Regions from separate parts of the Mus musculus genome. Here regions 1 and 3 are each linked to region 2. The links are chromatin contacts, called in public HiChIP or PLAC-seq maps. All regions are on one chromosome and are shown on one strand. The core of a region is the stretch at or near the end of the contact, and the rest is flanking DNA. Distances in the headings are between cores, read along the strand shown. Region 1 overlaps Usp12 (ubiquitin specific peptidase 12). Region 2 overlaps Plut (PDX1 associated lncRNA, upregulator of transcription). Region 3 has its middle 20 kb from the start of Gm10858.

Evidence for each region. HiChIP or PLAC-seq counts read pairs in DNA pulled down with a chosen protein or histone mark.
Region 1: a contact with region 2 is called in a FOXA1 HiChIP or PLAC-seq map of pancreatic cancer cells. The contact joins two enhancer-like sites. A contact is called at or near these places in 1 of 115 datasets of contacts at active chromatin or transcription factors (pancreatic cancer cells) and 1 of 9 other capture datasets (embryonic stem cells).
Region 3: a contact with region 2 is called in a FOXA1 HiChIP or PLAC-seq map of pancreatic cancer cells. The contact joins two enhancer-like sites. A contact is called at or near these places in 4 of 39 promoter capture datasets (embryonic stem cells, liver, pre-B cells and 1 more), 8 of 15 datasets of contacts at CTCF or cohesin (CD8 T cells, the G1E-ER4 cell line, the NIH/3T3 cell line and 4 more), 193 of 484 Hi-C or Micro-C datasets (the 63-12 cell line, the AML12 cell line, the AtT-20 cell line and 103 more), 34 of 115 datasets of contacts at active chromatin or transcription factors (the HPC-7 cell line, PVALB interneurons, Th17 cells and 25 more) and 3 of 9 other capture datasets (adipose tissue, embryonic tail and embryonic trunk).

Annotation. Positions count from the first base shown.
Region 1 is chr5:146,755,101-146,759,537 of GRCm38.p6, forward strand. All of the region lies in intron 3 of Usp12 (ubiquitin specific peptidase 12), which reads right to left. Among named protein-coding and RNA genes, the nearest start is that of Usp12, 38 kb to the right of the region's middle. Within about 2 kb of position 3,026, at least 55 of the 459 cell types and tissues checked have an H3K27ac peak or open chromatin away from gene starts, as enhancers often do. A contact at or near this core is called in pancreatic cancer cells, where this site is marked.
Region 2 is chr5:147,234,028-147,238,503 of GRCm38.p6, forward strand. All of the region lies in intron 3 of Plut (PDX1 associated lncRNA, upregulator of transcription), which reads right to left. It overlaps Gm38750 (a long non-coding RNA gene), which reads right to left. Exons shown (of 3, transcript XR_868709.1): 1 at 4,210-4,476; 2 at 3,285-3,482; 3 at 2,851-3,149. Among named protein-coding and RNA genes, the nearest start is that of Gm38750, 2.3 kb to the right of the region's middle. Within about 2 kb of position 1,579, at least 20 of the 459 cell types and tissues checked have an H3K27ac peak or open chromatin away from gene starts, as enhancers often do. A contact at or near this core is called in the HL-1 cell line and pancreatic cancer cells, where this site is marked.
Region 3 is chr5:146,914,898-146,919,193 of GRCm38.p6, forward strand. No RefSeq gene overlaps it. Among named protein-coding and RNA genes, the nearest start is that of Gm10858, 20 kb to the left of the region's middle. Within about 2 kb of position 2,159, at least 22 of the 459 cell types and tissues checked have an H3K27ac peak or open chromatin away from gene starts, as enhancers often do. A contact at or near this core is called in the HL-1 cell line and pancreatic cancer cells, where this site is marked.

The DNA of each region.
Region 1 (4,437 bases), core at 1,776-4,275, 480 kb before region 2:
GCAGCCATGGACAGATATGGCACAAACACTGGCTACTCCTTGAATCCCCTAGGTGCACGTGAGTTCTCTTCGGTCAGTAGGCTCAGGCCCTACTTTGTATAGTACCTGGGGACTTTATTTTACAAGGGCTGAAAAAGTAAAGTCTTCCTGCCAGGAAAAACGAAGCAAATAAAATAAAATACGCCTCCCCCAACCCCAACTTCGAGCCCACTAACTGAAAAGAGCTGCAGTAGTAAACTTTGCTTTTACATCCTCAATCACTGTGAGGAAACCCACAACTGTCTCTTTTAAAGCAAACACAGGGTGGGAATGTAGCTCAGTGGTAGAGCACTTGCATCCTGAGACCCTAGGTCAACTCCTAGCGCCTCACTACACACACACACACACACACACACACACACACATGCACGCACGCACGCACGCACGCACGCACGCACGCGCACGCCAACACACAACAACAACAACATACATCTTTAGAAAAAAAGGAGGGAATGTCTAAAACAGAAACTACGAAATGCTGTTTTTAAAGAGCTACAGATGAACAGTCAGCTCCATGCATTAGGTCATTTCCAAAGCCAGGGCCTTTACAACATTCCCTTGGCGAGTGTGGCTGTTGGATCAAGACTGTCTGAAGCTGCAGGCAGTGTCATTCACCTGAGACGCAGTTCTCAGTCACCACCAGGCACCCGGCACGTGCAGCTGCAACAGATTCTGAGCACTGAGAACACAGAACTGTAAGCTCAGAGGCCCCCACGGCTACACTGGCCCCCACGGCTGCACTGGCTCCCACGGCTACTGTTGATGATGATGCTAGGGAACACTGGCTTCACAGACAGCATGAATAGAAGACAGAGTAAAAGAAGAGTACACACTACGTATCAGTCACCCATGTGTGCTACAACTAACATAAGACCAACTCCTAAGCCTTTGCAAAGGTAGAAGAAAACCAACTAGAAAACTGGCAAAGGAAATGAACAGGTGACACAGACTAAAAATTCAGATACTTAGCAATACTTAACTAACTGGGAGACGAAAACTAAAACAGGGCAAGCACGATTTTGGCCATCACTTTGCCAGTGTGAGAACATGCCTTACTTGGCATGAGTGGAAAGGGTCACTCGTCAACACTGGCGCTAGGGCAATAGTGGAATGGCAGGCATGCGCTGAAGGGCAGTCTGCATGGGGGTTCTAACAAAATGCCGTCTAGCGCTCAAGAGTGCAGCCAGGTGAATGTGGTCGCACAAGGAAACAGAAGTCTGGAGATATCCTAGATGCTTCTGAAAACAATGGGTCAAGTTTAAGCCATGCTATGGCTCTGCTATGGTCGTGAGGGAACAGCTCTCCGTGAACACGGGGCATGGCTACATTTCCAAAACACTCAGTAGGAAGGAAGCGGAGCATGTACGGCTCCATCAAACCCGACCTGCACTTTCTCTGTGGACATGATTAAGTGCATATAGAAAGCGCTGCTAAGATCCAGCTGGTCCTCGGGAGCGTCTAGTTTCTCTGTGGATTCTCAGACCACACAGCATATTGATTATCCACTCAACAATGAAGTGCAGCGTGTTGTGCAAGCCTCCCCACCCCGCTCTCCACCTGCGTGCTGCATACCCTTCCCATCCGGCTGCTTCTTAAGCCCTTTCAGTGTTTTCCTTCCTTTCTCACAGGGTCTCACTCCATGACTCAGGCTGGTCTGTATCTCATAGCAATCCCCATGCTTCAGTCACCAGTGCTGCGACTCTAGGTGGGAGCCACCACTCCTGTGCCTCAGCCTGCCCCATTTCCACCACAACTTACCCAGTGTTAGGTGGCTCCCCTGACTTGGCCCACAAGGTCTCCCTGGATTCTATACTGAGAATAACAAGTTTGTCTTGTAGATCTGAGTCTTTCTACCTCCTGTACTGCAGGGTAAATTCCCACAAACCCTGCCCAACTCGTTCCTGCCCAGCTTTCGCACACTCAAACCCATTCTGCACATTTCAATCTCAAACCAATGCAGTAATAATGCAGCTGGAGTGGCCCTTCACCCCTGCCTGCTGGATTCCAGGCCCCGAAAGCCCCGTGAGACGTATAAGAGCCCAAAGCCCACGAGTCCCAAGGCTGCAACATGCCCTAGTCCAAACAGACTTAACATCAATTTGATCTTTAGCTCTCTATACTTGCATGCTGTGATTTGCCCATCAGGGACAGTTGATCCAAAGCACTGTGGCCCACTTCCCATTCCTACAAGCAAGAGCACTGCAGGCCACCCACCCCTGCACTGAGTGTATGCTGCTGACCACTCCACAAACCCTCTCATGGTTCCACCTGAAGCCATGCAAATCACACTACAAGCTCTAGGCGGCTCTAAAGGTGAGATAGCGGAAGTCAATGACCTTTAACCTTTGCTCTCAGTGTGGCAAACCCTCTCTGAGGCACTACTTCCTAATGCTGGGGCTCCTCCTCCATGTCCACCCTCCCCGCTGCTTCTGGGCGTTGTCTCTCACCTACCTCTGACTTTCCAGCCTGCAGCTGCCACTTCTAACTTACTTCATGCTTGCTTGAGTATCAGAGCCCGCCAAAGGAAAAGCATAAAGATCTATCCATACAGAGAGCCACCACCCTTTCACTGACTAAATGCCAGCTTCTCCCAACTCACTGGTGGCCTGACTCACAGACCACCCCAATATCCACGGCAACCTTAATATCTCAGTGTCAAGGTCACTTCCTTGAATGAACCTCTTTTTCTTTAAATACAAAAACAGCAAAACAAAACAAGAGACAGCTTTTCACTTGCTCACTAGTGTTAAGAACCAGAAGAATGATAAAAAGACATTAGAAAATCAGAATGGCCTGGGTGATGCCTCTTACCTGTGACCTTGACACTGGAGGCTGAGACACATTGAGTTTGTTTAGTTTGATGTCAAGCTGAGTTACAGAGTTCAAGGCTCGTGTAGGCTTCAGAGGAGATGCAAGGGAGAGGGAAGGCAGGGTGAGGAAGTGAAGGGAGGCAGGAAGTCTTTCTAAGAATAGCTGGGAACCTAGTTACCAGCTTCGATGATTACCTCATGGCAGTGGGCAGCACACACTGGATCAACGCCACCATCTCTAACACTGTAATCTTCCCTTAAAAGCCACTTTCACGTATATGCACGTTCTTTCAAAACAACTGCTATGCTTATTCTTCAAAGATGCAAACGAGTTTTTAATGAAAATCTTCTTGGGGAGGAGAAAGGAGTGAGTAGTCCACGTACCAGTGGCTTCAGATCCCTGAAAAATGCCCTACCTTGAACTTTAGAACTGATACAGGAGGCAGGGCAGCAGCCCCATGTCTTCAGTAAATGTTATGCTCAGTATACCAGCATCTTGCAACCCCCGGACAGACGATGGCTACTTACAGTTTAAAGGGATCAGCAGGATTATACAAATATCAACTCACAGCCAGAGGGAAGAGCTGAAGGGTTGCACTGTACTGCTTACAATGGCCACGTTTTCTTCCTAATACAGAAATAGCTAGAGCTTTCATAAGAAAGCAGTGTGCTGTTCTTAGGTGAAACAGAACTGGATAAAGTAAACATGAGAATTATACTCAAATCTTTCTAACAGGTGTCATTTACAAACGTCTGGCGTGTGCTCCTTTGCAGCACGCCCAGGCTTACACGCACGGATTTATGTTTTCAGTGACACATGACTTTGTCATCACTCCACTCTTCACATTCAGATCCCGTCAGAACCAGACCCTTCCTTAGTCAGCACAGCTGCATTGCTAGCACAGCAGGGGTGGCGGCAGGGACCCAGGATGTGATTAATGTTTTTTGAATGAATGAATGAATGAACAAATAAATGAATGAACAACTGAACAAAAACAGGTGTTCAAACAGCTATGAAATGTGCAAAAAGATGTGGCTCATAACAACGTGAAAAAATGCATACACGCATACATACATATATGCCATATCTAGTATACAGGCTAAGGTTTATAAAGTCAGACAGAGCTCAAAGCCACTGATATGGCTCAAGGCCACCTTAAGGTCTGAGAACTGCTCAGCTGACAGTGAGCACTGACAGTCACCTCACTCACCTGTGTGGCATTTCCTCCATGGTAAAATGGCGCCTACAGGAAGCAGCACTGGCTAGAGGGGCTCACAGCGTCCCTGAGGACTGCAGCAGCCCTGCCTTACCCTTCAATGCTGTTCTCACCATCCAATACCCATCCATGCATGGGGCTCCTGTCCCAATGACACCTACAGCCCCTGACAGCTTCCCAGACTCCGTAACTGTTCTGTTCCGGCTGGCCACCCTCCAGTGCACCTCACAGCACTCTCCAGCACTCTCTGCTTCCATCCCACTTACCTAGGCTGCCAGGCGGCCTCTAATCTCACCTGATCAAAAAACCTAGGATAGCAAAAACTCTTCTCAAGGATAAAAGAACCTCTGGTGGAATCACCATGCCGGACC
Region 2 (4,476 bases), core at 329-2,828:
CTCGTCACTCAGGGTCATGAGTCCCCCTCACTTCTGTGCAAAGCCTTGTCACAACCAGCAGTGGGTAGCCTGCATGCTCCAGGCCGCCATGCCCCAGGACTGTACGGAAAAGCCTCCATTTCTCTGTAATTGGCTCCTGTCTCTTCAGGATGATGGTCTATCAGCTTCCTTCCATTTCAAGAGGACTGACTGGAGGGCTCTGACAGGCCTGGTGTCAACAGTTGCGTGCTGCTGTGGTTAGCCATCTTCACGTTTCCTTGTGTGAATGTTGAACCTAAGCTGCAGGAAGCAGAACCGTGGCCTTCTCAGGAAATGTTTACATGTGTTCTTCAGGAAGGATTTTCCTTTCCACTCAGTGTTGGGAAAACAGGGCAAACAGCTGTGCTTTCTAAGGCCCACATTCCACCATCAGCCTTTCAGATCAGAATAAAGGACTTTTCTTATTGCCACCAGTTTGCCATAACTCAAGACATGTACCCCGTGTGAGGTCTGGAAGAGTCTTTGCTGGATGCGATCACAGGGGTCAGATAAAATGATATGCCCCTCCCACAAGGCCAACGCTAATGTTGACAGGAGGAAGGAAATGGCCCAAAAGTAAATGGAAGAGAAGGAGGAGGGTGAAAGGGGAGAGGGAGGAGGGTGGAATGGATGAGGCATTACTTACAGGGGTGTGGCCAACTTACCAGTGACCACAAGGCTAAAGAAAAATGTCTCTCTGTCCCTCAGAAAACATTAGCTTCTTTCAACCCTGATCAGAATCATGGGGATGGAGACATGACTCAGTGGCGAGGAGCCCTGGCTGCTCTTCCAAAGAGCCCAGGTTCAATTCCCAACCCAGGCATGGTGGTTCACACTCCTATAACTCCAATTCCAGGAGATGTGACGCCCGCTCCTGGCCTCCTTGGGCACTTGTCATGCAGGTGTTTCACAGATATCCATGCAGGCCAAACACCCGTATATACAAAGTAAGTAAATGAATACAATATAAAAAAATAATTTTTAATTGTTGGGACACACTGACATCTCAACAGGGCATATAACCCCTTTAAGTGGAGACCCTGATTGACTGAGGGAGTAGTAGGAAGGAAGAGAATAGCCTTTCTGGTGGTGGTCGGGTCCCTCACCTTTCTGATGGCAGTCGGTACCTCCGCAGCTCCTCCACCCCATATTCATTGACTCTTAAGTGCCAAGTGTGGTCATGCACCGCAGTCACCCACGGACACGGCTAAACTAGACTTCCGATCTCCACCCTAGCACACACCTACCAAACCAAAATTTTTGAAGAGGAGCTAGTTTAAGAGGCGAGGGGGTGTGGCTCAGCATCAGGGGGCTCCCAGATTCTATGCCTCACACCCAAAAGTGAAATCAGAGCTTTTACGTACCTGCTTGGGGGATCCGGTGCGGCACCAGGTCGGGCACCAAACTGTGAAAGTCCTCTGCAGACCCTGTCTCCTTCTCTAGCTGTCCTTGGGTCACAAGGGCAGCAGCTTGGTTAGTCACTCCATGACCTGCCTTGCCACTGCCTAACCTGTACTTCAGGGTGCCTCATAAGAAGTATAAGGAACGGCTGACTCACCCCAAGAACTTTGAAACCTGCAGATATAAGGTGGTGCCAACTCCTCACTGTACTTACCGGCACACCACAGAGAGCGCTCTTTGAGGACGTCTCAGCCACAGCTTCGCTGCCCACATGTCTGTCTTCCGTGACCTAAGTGACTGACCCCATAGCTCCTTGCTATATGAGAATCACAGAGCAAAGCATTTCCTCCGTAGCCTTTCTTCCTGGGATCTGCCCAGAACCTAGTGTTGAGTTTAATGCCGTGGACCTTAAACACTCCTCAGAGAACTAGCAGCAGTCAGCACACCACGCCTTTGCCAGGCGGCCAAAAGTCTCGGCGGGGCCAGTGGCTTTTATCCTGCAGATACCGAATTTCACATCTATCAATATTATCAGCTGGAGTGTTGTCGTTTTTATAAATGAGAACTGACTGCCCATAAATCATTCTCTGAGCAGGCCATTGTCAGGAGAAAGTGGCCATTCAGTTTACAAGCTAGCCAGACAGGTGTGCTAGTCACAAAGTCAGCAGATCTGGCAGGGAGAGAGAGCTCTCTTGTTCCTTCACTCCTGCAGAACACACACGGCTGGGACAGAGGCCATCGCCAGCAATCCCTGGCCTCTGCCTGTGATTTCCTCAATGTTCAGAGCCACAGCACGGAAGCCGCTCATGGCTGCAGCAGTGGTTCTCAACCTTCCTAATGTGGTGACCCTATTTAATAGGGTTCCTCATGTTGTGGGAACATTCTTTTTATTGCTACTTCATAACTGCAACTTTGCTATTGTTAGGACCTGTAATGTAAATTCCTGTGGTGCCTTCCAAAGGTCTGGCGGGGTGGGGGGGTGGGGGGGTCATGACCCACAGGTTGAGAACCTCTGGTTTAGAGGCTGAGGACATGCAGGGTGGAATCTTCCCTCAGCCCTCCTACCTCACTCCCTCTAACCCCATAACTGACATATCACTGGGATCTAGTTCAGATTTTCAAGTTGAGATGAAGTTTCATGACTGAAAAGACAATATAGATCCAGGTGTTGAGTACTTAGAATGGGTAAACTACTAGGATGTCTGTGAAATCCCTAGTTTGTCTCTCTCTCTCTCTCTCTCTCTCTCTCTCCCTCCCTTCCTTCCTTCCTTCTTTCTTTCTTTACTTTCTTTTCTTTCTTTCTCTCTCTCTCCCTTCCTTGCTTCCTTTCTCTTTTTGAGACAGAGTTTCTTCACGTAGCTCTGGCTGTCCTGGAACTTGCTCTGTAGACCAGGCTGGCCTTGAACTCAAAGATTCAGCTGCCTCTGCTTCCCGGGTGCTGGGACTAAAGGTGTGCGTCACCACTGCCCAGCTTTTCAGTCTCAGTTTCCTGATTCAGAAGGTCTGGCTGGCGCCTTAGACCGTATTTTGTAGAAGCTCGCGGGAGATGTTTGTGCTGATCCGAGGACCACATGTTGAGAAGCCCTGCTTTGTCTGTGATACTCACCAGAATTGCAATGTCACAGTTCAGACTTATCCCTGAGCAGACCTGACCTTCCCACTCCAACACTTCCACGTCTTCTCCTGGATCCAGGCTCTCTGGGGTCTGTCCTCCATACCCAGGTCTCTGCCTGGAGAAACCTGACAGTCATTTTCGTCCATTACTCTGTCTAAGGGAGCAGAGGAGGGACAATCCCATCGCAATCGAGTTGGGAACGGCTGCTGTCCAAGCAGCAGTCTCTCTTGGGAGCGTATGGGTGGCATACCTGGCTGTGTACCTCCATGGGGTGGGTCACCATTTCTTCTGTCTTCATATCCGACAAGCTCGTGTTCTTGGTATCCAAAGCAACCAAACCCGAGTCTCCTCAGACACACGTGGCTTTAAGAAAAACGTGCAACAGTCGCATTCAAGAAAAAGAGCGTGTCATCCAGACCAGAGCTCTGGTGGGCCGGTGCTGTGCTGTCTAGGAGAAATACGGAGTCACAGGTCGTATCCCCTCTTCAGCCATTCACCCTTTACCTTGTATCATCTCCCACAGTCTGTCTTTGGCAAGGAGCCTGGGCCTTTGTGAGCCTTCACCCTCATTTCATGTCCCCACCCCCACCCCACCCCGCCCCCAGTCACTTTTCTTTGTCCTCAAAGCAACCTTTCTTTTCCTTGGTCTCTGCCAACCAGTGGGCGGGTTAGGACAAGCACTGGCAGGGATACACATATGGAAGGTGCCCCCATGACCCTCCGGTAATCCACGAAGCCCCTTACCACCCTACACGCACTTTAGGATATGAATACCCTTGCTACCCTACAGACAGTGCAGGCTAATGGTTTTGGCCTCTATGCTCTGATTAAGGACTGGTCTGAAACCTTTTGTCTGTGAATAAATGGATGGCATTAAGGTCACATATAAGACAAGCAGATACTACTCATTTGCCTCCACAGTAGCCCTGGGGCATGGTGACCCTGAATGGACCCCATCATCTGCGGGCCTTCGAAGGCTAGTTTAGTTGTCAACTTGACTCCATCTGGTATTAACTAAAACCCAAATGGCTGGGTATACCTGTGAGGAATTTTTTTTAATTAAATCATTTGAAATTGGAAGACCCACTGTTAATCTATATCTTTGAGGTAGGAGGATACACCTTCACGCCAGATCTTTTGAGGTGGGAAGGTCTATTTTTTAAGCTGGGTCATACCTGCGGGTAGCCCATGGATGAAGGAAGCTCGCTTCCTTTGCCTGCTTGCTCTTGCTCTCACTGGCAAGACCATTCCATCCCTGGTATTAGAGCTTACTGCTTCAGGATTCCAGAATCTTCTGAAGACCAGCTGAGACCAGTTCAGTCTTGGGGACTGAACAACTACTGGATTCTTGGACCTTCCAGTAGACAGTCATTGTTGGACTAAGCTGGACCACAGACTATAAGCTTTCTGATATAATATGAACGTGAATGTTAAATAATATA
Region 3 (4,296 bases), core at 909-3,408, 320 kb before region 2:
GGTGCTGGGAATTGAACCTGGGATCCACTGCAAGAGTAGCCAGTGCTGCTAACCTTTCTCTCTGGCCCCTCTTTTTTTTTTTTTTTTTGAGCTTGGATGACACAGATTTGGAACCCATGGGAACATGTTTCCGGGCAGACACCCTCAAAGAGGTGATGCTAAATCCTGACTTGACCTGACTCTTCCTCAGACAGCAGCACACTGTCATGAAAGTTCGGTCAATACCATTTCCACAGGCAGGGCAACACCTTCAGTTCTATCTACTCTAATAGAAACGATCAATAGCACTCCTTTGATACTGATGTGACAATTGGTTGCATTGATTTGGATCAAGTTGCTAAGTGATACTGCCACCAACTCTCCACAAGGCATTTCCCCAAGTTAGTTTAAACCATGGCTTATTTCCCCTCAAACGAGCTCAGAACATAAAAATTTAATTGTTTTTATGTATAGGAAACTATTCTGTTTTTTAAAAAATAATCTCTCATTAGTATATTCTTTTTTGTTTGTTTTTTTTTTTTCAAGAAGTATATTCTTTTTGAAAATAAAATTGTATTTGTGGAGGGGAAACTGGGGAGAGGGATAACATTTGAACTGTAAATAAATAAAATAACCAATTTTAAAAAATGAATAAAAAAGAAAATAAAAGTTTATTAACTCTTTAGATTTTTGTTGTTGTTTTTGTTTTTTGTTTTACGTAGTCCTGACTGTCCTAGAACTCTCTCTCTCTAGACCAGGCTGGCCTCAAACTCAGAGCTCTCTCTGCCTTGGCTTCCTGAGTGCTGGGATTAAAGATCTGAGCCACCACCGCCCAGCAATCCTTTAGAATATATACTATATATTTAATACTATTTTCACTTCTTCTGAATTCACACTCATCTCCCCATCCATTTGAGTTCCCTTTTGTTTTTTAAATGTAAATTTCTCCCAACTCCAGCTTGTGCCTTCCATGTACTTCTCTGGGTGTGGGGCCATATACTGAGGTGTGGCTGACCTACCTGGAACCACAGAGTCTATTTTGAGAGATCAGTAACCAGCAATCTTCTGTACTCTTGTTGGCAGGGGATTAAACTTAGGGACTCCCACCTGCTTTGTTTTTTGATGGAAAAGGAGACATTTTGCCATGGAGAACAAGAAACACTGTGTACCACCAACACCAAAGACAGAGCTTAAGGTCAAGAGATATCTTCAAAAGACAGTCCAAGCACCCAATGTATATTGACTGGTACTGTTAGAAATAAACGAGATTTGTGTGAGAGAGCTTTGTGGACTCTAAATGTCCTTCATGGGGCTAAGAGAGAGAGGGGATCTATCTCTAGGGTGACGGATGGTACACTGAAGGAGAGTTTCCCAGAAACCCAGGTAATTGTTGTGCACCCCGAATGCAAGTCTGAAGCCAAAACTTAGACAAGTCAAGTCTGTGGACACATTCCCAAATTTGAAAAACTCCCCAAGTCAGAAACACGCTGGTCCTAGGCATGTCACACCGGGTGCAAGCAAATATGTTTGTACAGACATCAGTCAGCAAGCCTGGGGCAGCTCCGTCTCTGCCCATCAGGGGGCTCCACTCCTTTTCTTGGATTATGTGACTGGACTCCACACTCTGTGTGGAAGGCTCCCTACCCTTACTCCCCGGCTCATCTATGATCTAGATTAAAGCCCCAGGGCAGCCGCAGATGGAGAATCACAACCTCAGCTAAAATAGACGGCCTCATAGAAATGCTGTCCAGGCTGGGTGCGCATCAGAAGCCAGCCTGGTCTACATAGTGAGTCTCAGGCTAGCCAGTGCTACAATGGGAGAAAAAAAAAAGCGCTATTCAGTTCGAATAAGAAACATCTCCCATAGGCTCAAATAGTTAAACACTTGGCCCCCAATTTACGGTAACATTGTCTGTGGAGGACTAGAAGGTGTGACTTTACTGGAGAACGTAGGTCACTGGGGCTGGGGGGTGGGGGGGGGAAGCGTGTTGACCTCTAGAAATGGCCATTTTGAGAATGCTCTTGATGCTTTGAGCTTGTGTTTGAAAATGTGAGCTCTCAGCTTCCTGCCCCTCCTACTGAGCCTGCAGTTTGCCGCCAAGCCTCCCTGCTGTGGTGGTAAGTACACTAAACCCTTCCTTCTGTAAACCGACTGACTCCCTCGTGGGGTATTTTGTCGCTGCAACAGGAAACTGACTAAGACAAGCTCCAGGAGGCTAGACATTAATAATACATGGCTGGGGCTGGAGAGATGTCTCAGCAGTTAAGAGCACTGGCTACTCTTCTAGAGGTCCTGAGTTCAACTCTCAGCAACCTGACCATCTATAATGTGATATGATTCCCTGGCTGGCATGCAAATGGGATACTCATACACATAAAATAAAGTTTAAAAAAAGAGAGAATATGTTGCTGGCAGCACTTGGGAGGCAGAGGTAGGTGGAGCTCTAAGTTCAAGGCCAGCCTGGTCTACAAAGAGAGTTCTAGGATAGCCAGGGCTACACAGAGAAACTCTGTCTCAAAACAAAAGAATTCATTATTGGCCACATGTGTGATACAAGCCAAGGAGGCTAAGAACTGGAGACCTAGGGCCAGCCTGGGCTATAGTGAAATCCTGTCTCAAAACACCAGAAAGCTAAGAAAAGAAAAAAAATCCATTCTGGTATCTTTGAATAACTTAAGATTAATGGGAGACTCAGCCATCGGGGTTCTTTTTTTTTTTTTTTTTTTTTTTTTAATTTATTTATTATATGTAAGTACACTGAAGCTGTCTTCAGACACTCCAGAAGAGGGCGCCAGATCTCGTTACGGATGGTTGTGAGCCACCATGTGGTTGCTGGGATTTGAACTCCTGACCTTCGGAAGAGCAGTCGGGTGCTCTTACCCACTGAGCCATCTCACCAGCCCCATCGGGGTTCTTTTATTTTATATCTCTCTGCCCCTGGGTCTTAAATTAAAAAGAATGACAACAAAAACCCCACTTGGTTCTCATAATTTTCAAATCTACTATACATATATTTTAGTATGACTGTACAAGTTCTGTATTATTGCCTCTATTTTCAGATAATGAGGTTAACTTGACATTGAAAAACCATGAAGTAGGGGCTAGAGAGATGGCTCGCAGTTAAGAACACTGGCTGCTCTTCCAGAGGTTCTGAGTTCAATTCCCAGCAACCATGAGGTGGCTCACAACCATCTATAATGGAATCTGAAGCCCTCTTCTTGTATATCTGTAGGCAGTGACAGTGTATTCATATACATAAAACAAAAATAAAATATTTGAAAAAAACAATTTAAAAAAAGAAAGAGGGCTGGTGAGATGGCTCAGTGGGTAAGAGCACCCGACTGCTCTTCCGAAGGTCCGGAGTTCAAATCCCAGCAACCACATGGTGGCTCACAACCATCTGTAAGAAGATCTGACTCCCTCTTCTGGAGTGTCTGAAGACAGCTACAGTGTACTTACATATAATAAATAAATAAATCTTAAAAAAAAAAAAAGAAACCCTTACTCCATTTTAAAAAGAAAGAAAGAAAGAAAGAAAGAAAGAAAGAAAGAAAGAAAGAAAGAAAGAGGAAAGAAAGAAAGAAAGAAACAAAGAAAGAAAGAAAGAAAGAAAGAAAGAAAGAAAGGGAGAAAGAAAGAAAGAAAGAAAGAAAGAAAGAAAGAAAGAAAGAAAGAAAGAAAGAAAGAAAGAAAAGCCATGAGGTACAGAAATGAATATTTAGTGGCTTAAGAGGTGGCTCAGCAGATAAGAGCATCGGCCACTCGTATAGAAGACCCAAGTTTGGTTCCTAGCACCCATATGGCAGCTCACAACTGTCTTAAGTTCAATTACAGGGGATCCAACATCCTCTTCTGGCCTTCATGTGCACAAGGGATGTATATAGGACACAGCCATACATCCAGGCCAAACACTCACTCGCATAAAAATAATAAAACGAGTGAGTCTCTGGCCGGTTAGCTCAGTTGGTTAGAGCGTGGTGCTAATAAAACGAGCGAATATTTACCTAGAAAAAAAAGAAGAAATTATAAAAATAACAAATGTTTTATAAGCTGACAGATTCAAACATCTCAAGATCCCAAACATAACATATTTAAATGTATTAACTACCCAATGCAATGTTTCCCTTGTAAGCCTTATTTTTTCCCCCACATTAAAATGTTGTGAGAAAGTTGACCAGTTGGCTCTGTGGATGATAAAAGCCTACTAGCCTGAGCTCTACCCTGTCATCCACATGGAGGGAGAGAGCTGGCTCTTACAAATTGTCCTCTAACCTCTGCATGCAGTCTGTGGCTCAAGTGCTCCCCCCACGCCACCC